Linked DNA regions of Sus scrofa: region 1 is linked to region 2. The links are chromatin contacts, called in public HiChIP or PLAC-seq maps. All regions are on one chromosome and are shown on one strand. The core of a region is the stretch at or near the end of the contact, and the rest is flanking DNA. Distances in the headings are between cores, read along the strand shown. Region 1 has its middle 8.5 kb from the start of MTSS1. Region 2 overlaps LOC106509966 (a long non-coding RNA gene).

Region 1 (7,014 bases), core at 2,686-5,185, 120 kb before region 2:
TAGCACTTGGCACAAAGTAAGTACTCAATAAACGTTAGCTATTAATAAGTATTGATCATGACGTTGGTTCATTTACCTGATAAAATTGGTTTAAGCTCATTCTCCTGACCTCTAAGCAGAATTCCTTGTGAGCCGAGAGCCACTAAACCCCAGTTGGGGAAGTGTCAGTGCATAAAAAAGTGGCTCAAATTTAGAGACAGAGCTGTTTGGAAAATGAAACTAGTAAGAAGCAACACCTCATATCTGTCTCGATGACTCACCTTGAGATGTTTTGGATGTGTTTGTCCATGGTGGCTTGGGAGACACTCGGGTATAACCTCAGTGGGCAGAATGTGTCACTGGGGGCAGGAAACTAATGAAGTTATCACGTCAGGAGCTGGCTGGTTGCCAGGCCAAAGAAAACCCGGAACAGCTGGGTGGCAAGCCCATGCCCATGGGTCAGGCAGCATGCCTGTGTGAAGCGGGCCAGGTGGACATTCACAGGGGCAGAGAGATTGCAGAGCTCTGAAAAGCAAGTTCTCCCTCCAAGGGCCAGCTGCTCCCCAGTCTGAGGCTGAATGGGAATGTGGGCCCTTCACTGCCCCAAGTTCAAATCCTTCTAGAGGGGCGGAAACCTTGGATCTTGATGCAAAGTTTTTCCAAATAAAAAAAAAAATTTTTTTTTGCTTGCAGTAACACCAAATCCTTAACCCACTGAGCAGAGCCAGGGATTGAATCTGTGTCTTCATAGATACTAGCTGGGTTTGTTACTATGGAGCCACAACAGAAACTCCCCAAATCGAAATGTTTTTTTTTTTTTTTAATTTTTTGGTCTTTTTTAGGGCCACACCCTTGGCATATGGAAGTTCCCAGGCTAGGGGTCCAATCAGAGTCACAGCTGCCAGCCTACACCACAGTCACAGCAAAACCAGATGCGAGCCACATCTGCAACCTCCACCACAGCTCACAGCAACACTGGATCCTCAACCCACTAAGTGAGGCCAGGGATGGAACCCGCAACCTCGTGGTTCCTAGTTGGATTCGTTTCCACTGCGCCACAATGGGAACTCCTCAAAATACTTTAAAATGTCCCAGTTTTTTGAAACTTCTCTGCTAGTCACTTATGATGGAGCATGATGGAGGATAATATGAGAAAAAGAATGTATATGTGTGTGTGTGACTGGGTCACTTTGCTGTACAGGAGAAAATTGAAAGAACACTGTAAGCCAACTATAATGGAAAAAATTAAAATCATTAAAAAAAAAAAAAAGAAACTCCTCTGGAGACAAGTTTGCAACTTCAGATCATGAGAATCAAGTATATACTTTGGGCCAAGCCACACTTATCCCTCCAGGAGCCTGCAACGGCTTTGTCCTTATATTCTCCCAAACTGCCTGTGACAAGGTGACCTGGCTTCTGAGTTACCTTGATATTGAGAATAGGGCCCCCCAGGGGTGCAGATAGCCATATCACCAAGTATAAAACAAGATTTTCCAGGGTCTGGGAGTTCCTTTCGTGGCTCAGTGGTTAACGAACCCAACTAGTATGCATGAGGATGTGGGTTCAATCCCTGGCCTCACTCAGTAGGTTAAGGATCCGGCATTGCCATTGAGCTGTGGTGTAGGTCACAGACACGGCTCAGATCTGGCGTTGCTGTGGCTATGGTGTTGCCCTGTGGCTGGACCCCTAGCCTGGGAACCTCCATAAGCCTTGTGTGTGGCCCTAAAAAGACAAAAAGACCATCCAGGGCCTGATCTCTTCCTCTTCTGAAGCTCAACTTTTTCTGTTCAACACAAGTATGATGAGAAAAAGGAACATTTTGCATGCAAGATATGAGTGCTCATTAGAGTAGCAATAAAAGAAGGTGAAAAGCATATCATTTGAGAAAAGCCCACCTTTAACATACACTGTGAAGCAACTGAAAAACATTTAGTTATTTCTAATTGATCAGAGGCATCTGAGTGGACTTAGAAATGGAAAATATGACACAGCCCACAAACCCCAACATTTTGTGATATACACAGTATGAAACAGGGACTTCCAGTTTTCATAAAGAGGCAGATTCTATCACCTGCAATCCCTCCTGCTACAGCCATGAAGATGCACTAGGTAAAATGTAATCGGAATCCTTTTAAATACATGGCTGAGCTAACAAGGAAGAAGGGGAATCCTCAGGGGCCAGAAACAAAGAGGAAGCTGACATTCGGCAGAGAAAATGTGAAAGCTGATGCCTCCACTGCCCTGGAAGGAGTCCTTGGTTTCAGTAATCCAGGGGTCTGGACCAGAAAAAGAAGGGGGACCAGAAAAAGACGCCCTGAGCCCAAGTAAGGAGATATACAGGCTCTCGGAGCCCCTGCAGAGTCAGCCCCTCCCTCCATCATGATTACACAGATTCACCAACAGGTGGACCAGGAAGCAATCTGCCCACCAGGACTGGTAGTTGCTGGAAAGCAGGAGAGCCTTGGTCCCGGCTTTGGGAAGCGGGTTAAGAGCTTGCCTGAGAATTTCTAACCAGAGGCCTACATCACAGCTGTGTTTGGAGTCTGAATTTGCTTTGCTTTGAATAGACCCCAAATGCCCAAGATGAGAATTAACATGAAAACTTGTTACCGGCCTAGGTTACCCCGCAGAAGCAAAAGAGAAATGACTCTGAGGGGACCCACTTTCAATCAAGTTCTCATAGGATTTCCACACTTAAAGGTCCTGCAATGAGTTCACAGTTCAAAATAATCATTTCTGCAAAGAAATAGTCTACCCATCATGATCAGGAATCAGCAGACACAACTAATATCAAGATTTAACTCACGGGAGTTAAAGATAATCCAACAGTCTGATGGAGATAAGCATATTTAAAAATAGAGGGAGTTCCTGTCGTGGCGCAGCGGAAATGAATCCGACTAGGAACCATGAGGTTGTGGGTTCGGTCCCTGGCCTTGCTCAGTGGGTTAAGGATCTGGCATTGCCGTGAGCTGTGGTGTAGGTCGCAGATGTAGCTCGGATCTGGCATTGCTGTGGCTCTGGTGCAGGCCGGCAGCTGCAGCTCCAATTCCACCCCTAGACTGGGAACCTCCGTATGCCACCAGTGCAGCCCTAAAAGGACAAATAAATAAATAAACAAATACAAATAAAAATAGAGGGAAAGAAAAACACAACACACAACGAAAAGAGGGAAAGGACTGTGGAAAAAAGCATTAAATAGACCACCTCGAAGTGAAAAATACAGTCACTGAGATTACCATGTATATTTGAACTTTGTATGGACAGGTTAGGGAGCCAAATAGACCCAGAGCAGAAAAGAGAATTTTTGATCAGAAAGATCCGAAGGATAACCAAGTAGAAAACAGAAAAAAGAGGTTAGGTGACAAGAAGGACGTAAAGAGAATAAAGCTTATTGTTAGAGGAAGGGGGGAGGGGGAGCAGATACTCCACGAGATACTGGCTGAGAGTTTTCCAGAGCTGATGAAATACATCCCTAGATTTAGGGAACACAGCACATTTTGAACAAGATAAACCCAAGTTCCAACTGAATTCTCATACTGAAAATTATAATTTGTGTTATACACCCATTTCCTTGAACGTGGTAAAAAAAAAAAAAAGAACTCTTACAATAATAATACAAAATAAAATTGTATTTACTGGAACATCCTTGATGCTGGAGCATGGAGTAAAATCTCTTATTATCAGAACTTACTATCAGGATTAACAAACATCTGCAGCAACCAAGGAGCGTTGATACAAGGGCTCTTTGGAAGGGATCTTGCTGTGTCACTGTGCTGACTTTGTCTTGTCAGAGTTCACTCTCAGGCTGTTATCTGGCATTTTCTATCAGTTGGGTACTGGCAGGAAACAGATGGCCTGCTGCAACTGAAAATGGAGGAAGTTGAAGACAGAGACATGGGCAGGGTTTAAGGAAACCGGTGGGATCCTGCGGTTCTGGGGGCCAAGGCCAGATGCCATTGCCAATCCTGGGACTGAAAGGCAACGAGAGGGTGGAGCCTGGAACACAGAGGCAGCTGCATGGAGAGCCCTGCGGGGCAGGGGCCCTCAGCAGAGTGATGCAGTCAACATGCCCTGCAGGGACCAAACCCCAACAGAACCAGGCCCCCTGCTTTGCCCAAGAGAGTTCTTCATCGCCATTGTTCTTTCTCCAAAGTGTTTCTATTTGGACAATAAATGATTTATTTTATTTATTTTTTATTTTATTTTTATTTTTTTTTTTTAATGATTTGATCACTCATATAAGGGAACTTGTTGGTACCATCCATAGGATCAGCTCCCTGGGTTTGGGGGTCACAGGGATTCAAGTTCAGATCCTCATGGCTTTGTATTTCTGCTGTGTCCATGAACAAATTGCCTGACCTGCCTATGCCATAACTGGCAGAGTGCAAACTCGAACACCCACTTCTAAGTCTTAAGGATTAGAGAGAATGTGGTTCTTGAGCCTAACCTGTAATAGGCACTCAGAAGGAGGTGGGGTGGGGGGCTCTCCTTAACAAGACCCTGCTGGCATTCCCCCTTGAGATGTTCAGTAAGAGAGGCTTTGCTTGGAGTTCCCGTTGTGGCTCAGTGGTTAACGAATCCAACTAGGAACCATGAGGTTGTGGGTTTGATCCTTGGTCTTGCTCAGTGGGTTAAGGATCTGGTGTTGCCATGAGCTGTGGTGTAGGTCGCAGGTGCAGCTTGGCTCCTGTGTTGTTGTGGCTCTGGCGTAGGCCAGCAGCTATAGCTCTGATTGGACCCCTAGCCTGGGAACCTCCTTATGCCGCGGGTGTGGCCATAGAAAAGATAAAAACAAAACAAAACAAAAACAAAAACAAAGAGAGGCTTTGCTTGGGAAAACAGGGGTGCATTTCAACCTCTGAGCCAGGAGACATTTAATCAATTATTACAAAGCAGTTCTGCCTTGTTTACTTTTAATAATGGGTTTGTTTGCTTTTAATAAGAAGAACCAGACCCAACCCTCCTATTTGCTGAAGTTCGTGAGCAAATGGAGCTGGAAGTTAGCAGTAATCTTTGCAGCCACAAGTGGCCAGTGGCCACAGGCAACAAGTGAAAACAGGTTGTGCAGGGTACCATTTCATTTGCAGAGAGTAATGTTATTTACCCGTGATCCTATCCAGCAACTTCAAAGCTGGAGGCAAGCATTATCCAACCGGAAGTGCAACCCCCCACGGCCGCCTGTCCCCAAGGCAGGAGTGACACTGGGTTGTAACCTCCCCAGCGATTTCCATCAGGAGATAGAGGCAGAAGAAAGGTTCTCTCTAGGCCTCACTGCCCGCATTTGTAAAAGGAGAGAGTTGGGTCCTTTCCAGGGGATGTTAAATACATCCTCCATGTGAGCCCAGGGCCGAATCTGGCTCTCAGGATTCCATGTCTGCTTTACATATATGTAAATGTCCATTGGAGCTCCCGTCATGGCTCAGTGGTTAACGAATTTGACTAGAAACCATGGGGTTGCGGGTTCAATCCCTGGCCTTGCTCAGTGGGTTAAGAATCCAGGCATTGCTGTGAGCTGTGGGGTGGGTTGCAGACGCAGCTTGGATCCCATGTTGCTGTGGCTCTGGCGTAGGCCAGGGGCTATAGCTCCGATTCGACCTCCATATGTGGGGGGAGCGGCCCAAGAAATGGCAAAAAGAAAAAAAAAAAAAGTCTGTCTCAGCAGGTCTGTGTCCATTTGTTTGGGAAACAGCTAGAAAAAGAGATTAGAGAAGGGGTGGGTGCTGTGTGCTCCAGGCATTGACTCAGTGAAAGAATTAAGTCACTGCTTACCTGACACGTAATGCTTCCCCTCCCCCACCTTGAGGTACCTGTAAATACCAAAGACTAGAGTCCCCCCATCATGGGACAAAGCAGGGTAAGCGCTCCCCGTCACCTCACCCACCAAATGGGTCACTTCCTCCCGCAACTGTTTTTATTTCTTTTAGCCTATAGCTATTTTAACCTAAACATATTGAAATAAGAGAGCCCTACCCACCTCATACCTCCTCTAGAGGTCTCCTATATGTCTTTTCTAGAACAAATTCAAAGCCAATCATCAAGTGAAAACAGATTTCCACGAGGTTATTCCCATAACCTAATTTTTTTTTTTTTTCAGGACCACACCTGCAGCATATGGATGTTCCCAAGCTAGGGGTTGAATTGGAGCTATAGACCCCTGCCTACGCCACAGCCACAGTGATGCCAGATCCGACAGATCTGTGACCTACACCACAGCTCAAGGCAACACCAGATCCTTAACCCAATGAGCGAGGCCAGGGATCAAACCCACAACCTCATGGTTCCTAGTTGGATTCGTTTCCTCTGAGCCACAATGGAAGTCCAATAATCTAAATTTTTCTGACAGGAAGCTTTATACCCCAAATGGCCACCCCTTCCCTTGTTGGTCATAACAACTGCATATAATTTCTTTACCCCGAGTTGAAATCCTTTTCCCTTGCTGAAGTGAATTTTCTCAAGGATTTATAATCCAGGCACCTTCTTTCCTTAAACATTACCCCTCAGAGCAGAAATGTCACACAAATCATGCACATTTTCACCACCGTCTCCATAACTATTATTATTATAGAAATTATAGTCTATGTTTTAGAGAATATACCATATTATATGTATATGTTCCTATATTCTATTCTGTAATACAATTTCTGTTTATACTTTAGTACGTATTGCAGCACAGAATAATAATTGGAAAACTGGATTATAAAAATTCAAATTTAGAAAAAGTGATACTGTCATGGGACCCATGCATGAAACTGGAAAGATCTTTTATCGAGTAATTCCCCCTGGGAGCCTTTAAATAGCAACCTCCCTTCTCCATCTCTTACCCGAGTTTTGATCCAATCTGTAGCCATCCCATTTAGCTGCATTACTGGACAACTTTATTGAGTAAAGCAGGTGGTCGTGTGTTCATAACCATTGGCTCTCTTTTTTTTTTTTTCCCGACTTTCTCCTAATTCATTGGGCCATTGATAGGGCTTTTCCCCAGAGGCCATTTGATCTGTTCGGAGGATGGGGCAGAGAGGAAGGCTCCTCCTCCAG
Region 2 (6,934 bases), core at 2,896-5,395:
AAGATGGAGCCACCACCTGATGGCTCAGGTGACTTTTTAAAAAAAAATTTTAGGGCCATACCCCTGGCACATGGAAGTTCCCAGGCTAGGGGTCAAATCAGAGCTGCAGTTGCTGGCCTACACCGCAGCCACAGCAACGCCAGATCCTTAACTCACTGATTGAGGCCAGGGATCAAACCCACATCCTCATAGAACTATCTTGGGCTCTTAACCCGCTGAACCTCAATGGAAACTCCTCAGATGACTTTTAAACCTCAGCCTTAGACAGAAGAGGTGGTATAAGCCCCTAGGATAGTGCCTAGATGTAGCATTCACTAGATGGGAGTGTTTTTGTCTTACTACGTACTTAATTCTTTAAAATTGTTTTTGGCCAGATCATTGCTTTTATTTCATAAAACAGGGCTTTTGGTCAAACTGGTATCCAAGGGGTTGAGGAATAAAGGATTATTTTCCTCTCCTGCCAAGAGACTGTCCTTTGGCTCTTGCTGGGGTGGATCTTGGCAAGTACTATGATTTCATTCCATCTTCCTCTTGCAGGTTAAGTGAATGTTGCCAGAGGCCAAGGTCCTGGGCCTTCTGTGGATTGCAGGGTCTGGGGATGTGTGGTTTCTGGGAAGGGACGCCTGAACCTCCCCTTCCCTTTCCTAGAGTTCAAAAGGTAAAAATGAGTATTCAAGTGTCACATTTGCACATCCCGGGTCTTCAAAGCACAGAACCGTAAATCTTGTACATGGTGGGCACTGTCTGATCCTGTCCTCACAATATTGCATAAGGGGTCCCTACAGGTGAATAAATGGGGGTTAACTGTGCCTGAGGTTATACAGCTGGAAAGTGGTAGAGCCTGTAGTTCCCTTCTCAGAAGGAAGCTAAATGTAGCAATCAAGAGCACAGCTTTTCATGTCATTAAGAACTGGACTGAAATTCTAGTGCCATTGCTTTTTTTTCAGTCTTTTTCAGGGCCACACCCACAGTATATGGAGGTTCCCAGGTTAGGGATCTAATTGGAGCTGCAGCCGCCAGCCTATGCCACAGCCACAGCAATGCCGGATCCTTAACCCAGTGAGTGAGGCAGGGATTGAACCCAAAACCTCATGGTCCCTAGTCGGATTTGTTAACCACTGAGCCATGACGGAACTCGCCATTGCTTTTTGATTGCGTGGCCATGGGCAAGCATTTATCTCTCCAAGTTTCTCCCTTGGAAAAGTCTTTGTCTTAGTTCTTGGGTTACTGTGGTTTTCATGGTCTCCCTTCTGGATGCTTCACTCTTCCTTTTTTTTTTTTTTTTTTTTTTTGTCTTTTTGCCATTTCTTGGGCTGCTCCCTGGCATATGGAGGTTCCCAGGCTAGGGGTCTAATCGGAACTGTAGCTGCCAGCCTACGCCAGAGTCACAGCAACACGGGATCTGAGCCGCATCTGCAACGTACACCACAGCTCACGGCAACGCTGGATCGTTAACCCACTGAGCAAGGCCAGGGATCGAACCCGCAACCTCATGGTTCCTAGTCGGATTCATGAACCACTGCGCCATGACGGGAACTCCCTCTCTTCTTTTTTGTTACCTTCTCTTCTTGTCTTATGCCTTGGATGTTACCAAACAGTCCATTTTCCTTCCTCTTTTCTTCCCTTTTTCTCTGTAGTCCCTTCTTGGCAGTCTCAATCACGGTGGCATGAGAAAGAGCAAAGGGAGAATTGTATCCCGGCTCTTTAATCTTCCACTTGGATGACACACCATGCGTGCTCGCATTTCATTGGACAGAGCAAATCATTGGTCCATATCTAACCTCAAGATGGATGTGCTCTTGAAGGAGAGGAGCCCCAGGTGAATAGAGCTTTGGGTGTCTCTACTGGAGCGTCTTGGAAACACATCAGAGCCCTCAACTTTGTCTCTGGCTAGAAGATTTATAAATAATGTATTTTTTTTGTCCAGTAGAAATCTTATGACTAATCATGCTTCCCTTTGCTTTGGCTGTTGGGAAGTTCTAAGCCAGATTTGCTGTCCCCCTCTAGCAGTTTTACAGGAACTGCAGCATAAAAATTTGATGTTAACCTTATGGCTTAAATTTAATTATATTTCATGTCTGTGTGTTTTCCTTTGTCAGGCATCCTATTTTTTTAAATTCTGTAGTGCAAATTTGGAAATGCTACTCAAATCATTATTTGAGTGAATCAGGGTAAAAACTAATGCATGCAGCTACACCCACTGCACATCTATGCAGGAGTTCAGCCCTCACCTTTCGTAAGTTATCACTGGGTCATCACCACGGGGGTGTCCTACATTTACCTCCATCACAATACATCCAAGCAGTACTTAGCATCTTTCCCCTAAATGATCTCCTTTACTTAAATTCCTCTTTCCACGAATAGCCTAACCACATGTGGATGATTGCAAAAAAAGCTAACAATCTTTCACCCCACCCCTGTATCCTCATCCTGCTGGTTTATCTTTCACAACTTCTTGACATCTAGTCAAACGAGTCATTCCATACTCTCCAAATATGCCATGTACGTTTCCGTCACCATGTCTTTGCTCATGTGATTTCTTCTGTCGGAAATGCCCCCCACCAACTCCCCACCTGTAGGAATGCTTCCCATGCCTTAAAGCTCATCTCAGCTGTCTTTCCTTGATAATGTCTGGCCCCATCAGCCAACAAAATGAGAGTATCCTGTGCTCGCAATCTCACTGATCACATTTGACTCAATTGACCTTGCATTTCGCCTTTCTCATATTTACTTTAGCTCCCCAACATTTAGAGAGCCCCTTAGGGAGCAAAGACCATGCCTTACTTTGCTTTTTTTGTTTGCAGCACCCAACTCTTTCAGGCACAGTTTTTTGTTTTGTTTTGTTTTTTGTCTTTTTGTCTTTTATAGGGCCACACCTGCGGCATATGGAGGTTCCCCGGCTCGGGGTCTAATAGGAGCTGTTGCTGCTGGCCTACACCACAGCTCACAGCAACACCAGATCCTCAACCCACTGAGCGAGGCCAGGGATCGAACCCACAACCTCATGGTTTCTCGTTGGATTTGTTAACCACTGAGCCATGACAGGAACTCCCAGGCACAGTTTTGAATTGCCCTGAGCCTGAAGTTCATCACAGGTGAGCTTGACTACTTATCGAATGGGAACAGTTGTATGCCTGGCTCCTCCCTCTCCATCACCTGTCACAGCGACAAACTCTTCAGGCACCTCCGCCAACATATCCTACACCTAGACTCTCTTCGCAAATTCTACTGCCTTGGTTCAGACCTCATCAACTCTCACAGGGACAATTACAAAAGCCCCCAATACTTCTTCCTGTCTTCAAGGCTGGTAACTCTAAAATATACATCCCTCCCTTGGCTTAACACTCTTCGGTGGCTTCCTCAGGGCAATGAGATAAAAGGCCAAGCTCCTTTCATGGTATAAAGGGTTCTACATAATCTAGCCTGGCCTGTTTTTCCTGTCTGGATACCTCTGAAGAGCTACACTTTTTCTGATCATGCATTCCTTTCCACCCTACTTAGAAAAATAAGCATTGATTATTTTTGTCTGCTGTGGTGAGCATTGATTGTTTTTGTCTGCTCATTCCTTCTCTCTTTCTTTGGGTACCATAGCCTACCCTCCTTAGAACCTAGGTGGCATGTGACCTATGCTGACCTGTTAGAGAACTCCATTCTCTTCCCAAGGACATAGTCCAGTGAGAACCTTTCTTGAGATTTTCTTCTTCTTTTTTCCTTTTTAGGGCTTCACTTGCTGCATATGGAAGTTCCCAGGCTAGGGGTCGAATCAGAGCTGCAGCTGCCGTCCTGTGCCACATTAGCAGCAATGTGGAGTCCAAGCCGTGTCTGGAACCTACACCACAGCTCATGGTAATGCAGGATCCTTAACCCACTGAGTGAGGCCAGGGATCCAACCTGCATCCTCATGGATACTAGTCGAGTTCTTAACTCACTGAGGCACCACGAGAACTCCCCCTTTCTTGAGATTTTCAATGCGGAATTGAATGAGACATTTAGAGCTCAGAGCGGCCCACATTTCTCCCTGTGAAAATCAAGGCATCAACTCGGAGAGACAAGTAGAAAGAAGGTTCTAGAAGCAAGTCCTCCACACGGCCCTGGACACCCTGGCTCTGGTTTCTAGGCTAATGCCAGGCTTGCTTGCTCACTTCTCCTTTCTCGTCCACGAGCCACCACATGAGCCTTCATTACATGTAAGCATTTGGTTAATCTTTCTCTGAAAAAGATTGTAAACTCCATGAGTGCAGGAACTATATTTATTTTCTTGGCCACTCTCTCTCCAGCACCTAGATTCATATTTATTACTTGTAGGGAAGGTCTGTGGAGGGGGGGCCGAGGGGTATTACAACCTAACAGGTGCATTCCCAGAGGGTCATTCAAGGTGGACTTCTCATGGACCGGTACTTGATTCTGTAGTAAAAGAAGGAACTGCTTCCTCCTCCTCTGAACTCTGTGTAGACAAGTTATCAGCTCAAGTTAAGATTTTCTTTCCGGTAGTGGACTGGAACTTTGCATTTCCAGCCACAACGGGCAGACATTATCTTGACAGTGTAATTTTTGAGGTGAGGGGATCTCACATTATTTCTGAGACCTGAGTTTAGTTCCTCAGGCTCCTTCTCCAGCTAGATACCAAGTTCTCAAGGGTAGGTATATATCCAAGAGAACTGAAAACATATGCCCATGTAAAAACTTCCACATGAATGTTCATAGTGCCTCTATTCATAACAGCCCCAAAGTGGAAACAGCCCAAATGTCCATGAACTAATGAGTGTATAGACAAAATGTGGTCTCTCCATGTAATATACCATGTGGTATTACTCAGCCATAAAAAGAATGAAGTGCTGGAATTCCCATCATGGCTCAGTGGTTAACGAACCCGACTAGTATCCATGAGGACTCGGGTTCAATCCCTGGCCTCTCTCAGTGGGTTAAGGATCCAGCATTGCCATGAGCTGTGGTGTAGGTCGCACATGCGGCTCATATCTGGCATTGCTGTGGCTGTGGCATAGGCTGATGGCTACAGCTCCAATTTGACCCCTAGCCTGGGAACTTCCATATGCCATGGGTGCAGCCCTAAAAAGACCAAAAAAAAAAAAAAAAAAAGTGCTAGCACATGGTACATGAATGAACTTCAAAAACATGATCCTAAGTGAAAGAAGCCAGTCACAAAGGACCATGTGTTATATGATATTATTTTTATCAAATGTCCAGCATGGACAAATCCATAAAGACAGAAAGTAGAATAGTGGCTGCCAGGGACTAAGAGGAGCAGAGATGAGGGGTGACTGTTAGGGTGTGGGGTTTCTCTTTGGGGTGATAAAAATGTTCTAGAATTAGATACCAGTAATGGTTACACAACCATGCAAGTACACAAAACCCCACAGAAGTGTATGTTGTAAAAGGCTGAACTATATTATATGTGAATTATGCCTGATTTTAAAAAAATTCTTGGAGTTCCTGTCATGGCACAGCGGAAACGTATCCAACTAGGAACCATGAGGTTGCAGGTTCGATCCTTGGCCTTGCTCAGTGGGTTAAGGATCCGGTGTTGCTGCGGCCCTGTTGTAGGCCGGTGGCTACAGCTCCAATTAGACCCCTAGCCTGGGAGCCTCCATATGTCAAGGGTGCGGCCCTAAAAAGACAAAAAAAAAAAAATCCTAAGGGTAAAAAGTCTAACACTTTATATATATATATATATTTTTTGAGATGCATCTTCTTTTTTATTACTCAAATGAATTTATCACATCTGTAGTTATATAATGATCATAACAATCCAATTTCACAGGATTTCCATCCCACAGCCCAAGCACATCCCCCCACCCTCCAAACTGTCTCCTCTGGAGACCATAAGTTTTTCAATGTCTGTGAGTCAGCATCTGTTCTGCAAAGAGGTTCAGTCTGTCCTTTTTTCAAATTCCGCATGCCAGTGAAAGCATTTGATGTTGGTGTCTCATTGTATGGCTAACTTCACTTTGTATGATAATTTCTAGGTCCATTCATGTTGCCAAAAATGCTGGTATTTTGTTCATTTTAATAGCCAATAATATTCCATTGTGTATATGTACCACATCTTCTTGATCCACTCCTATGTTGATGGACATTTAGGTTGTTTCCATGAGTTGGCTATTGCAAATAGTGCTGCAGTGAACATCAGAGTACATGTGTCTTTGCGAGTCATGGTTTTCTCTGGATAGATGCCCAGGAGTGGAATTGCTGGATCGAATGGTAGTTCTATTTTTAGTTTTCTGAGGAATCTCCATACTGTTTTCCACACTGGCTGCACCAATTTACAATCCCACCAACAGTGTACTAGGGTTCCTTTTTCTCCACAGCCTCTCCAGCACTTATTGTTTGTAGACTTTTTGATGATGGCCATTCTGGCTGGTGTAAAGTGGTACCTCATAGTGGTTTTGATTTGCATTTCTCTAATAATGAGTGATGTTGAACATCTTTTCATGTAACACTTTATATTTTTAATATCCCATATAGACTCTCTTATCATTTCCTATTTTGACCCGAGCTTGGATGCCAGGATTTTGACGCAGCCTTGCGATGCAGCCTTGCCAAAGCAAGTGTGTTTTAGGCCTAGAGAAATGGGAAGAAAACTGGAATGAGGGGCTGTTGAGTAATTCATCAATCAGACAAATAAGACACCTTCCGTGGAAGGAGTGAAAGGGAGACCCAGAGCTCTCATCATGTCCTCCCCAGCCACACTCACAGCCTCAGCCCCACGATCTTAGGGTCATCAGGACTCATCTGTCATGTTCTTTAGCCCTATTTCTTAGAGGCCAGCTTCTCAGGTCATCACCCAGACGGTCCATTCCTTGATTTTGACCCATCTCCCTTCTTGCCACTTGCCAGAGCATCTTCTGAAATCCATTGTTCATAATCAGCAATATCTTTTATATCGTCAAGCCTTTCCTCTCTGTTTCTGTTACCC

What was found. HiChIP or PLAC-seq counts read pairs in DNA pulled down with a chosen protein or histone mark.
Region 1: a contact with region 2 is called in an H3K27ac HiChIP or PLAC-seq map of alveolar macrophages. The contact joins two enhancer-like sites. A contact is called at or near these places in 3 of 47 Hi-C or Micro-C datasets (embryonic fibroblasts and liver) and 2 of 2 datasets of contacts at active chromatin or transcription factors (alveolar macrophages and skeletal muscle).

What each region holds. Positions count from the first base shown.
Region 1 is chr4:14,921,297-14,928,310 of Sscrofa11.1, reverse strand. No RefSeq gene overlaps it. Among named protein-coding and RNA genes, the nearest start is that of MTSS1, 8.5 kb to the left of the region's middle. Within about 2 kb of position 3,935, at least 13 of the 83 cell types and tissues checked have an H3K27ac peak or open chromatin away from gene starts, as enhancers often do. A contact at or near this core is called in alveolar macrophages, where this site is marked.
Region 2 is chr4:14,800,007-14,806,940 of Sscrofa11.1, reverse strand. All of the region lies in intron 2 of LOC106509966 (a long non-coding RNA gene), which reads left to right. Among named protein-coding and RNA genes, the nearest start is that of ZNF572, 81 kb to the right of the region's middle. Within about 2 kb of position 4,145, at least 3 of the 83 cell types and tissues checked have an H3K27ac peak or open chromatin away from gene starts, as enhancers often do. A contact at or near this core is called in alveolar macrophages, where this site is marked.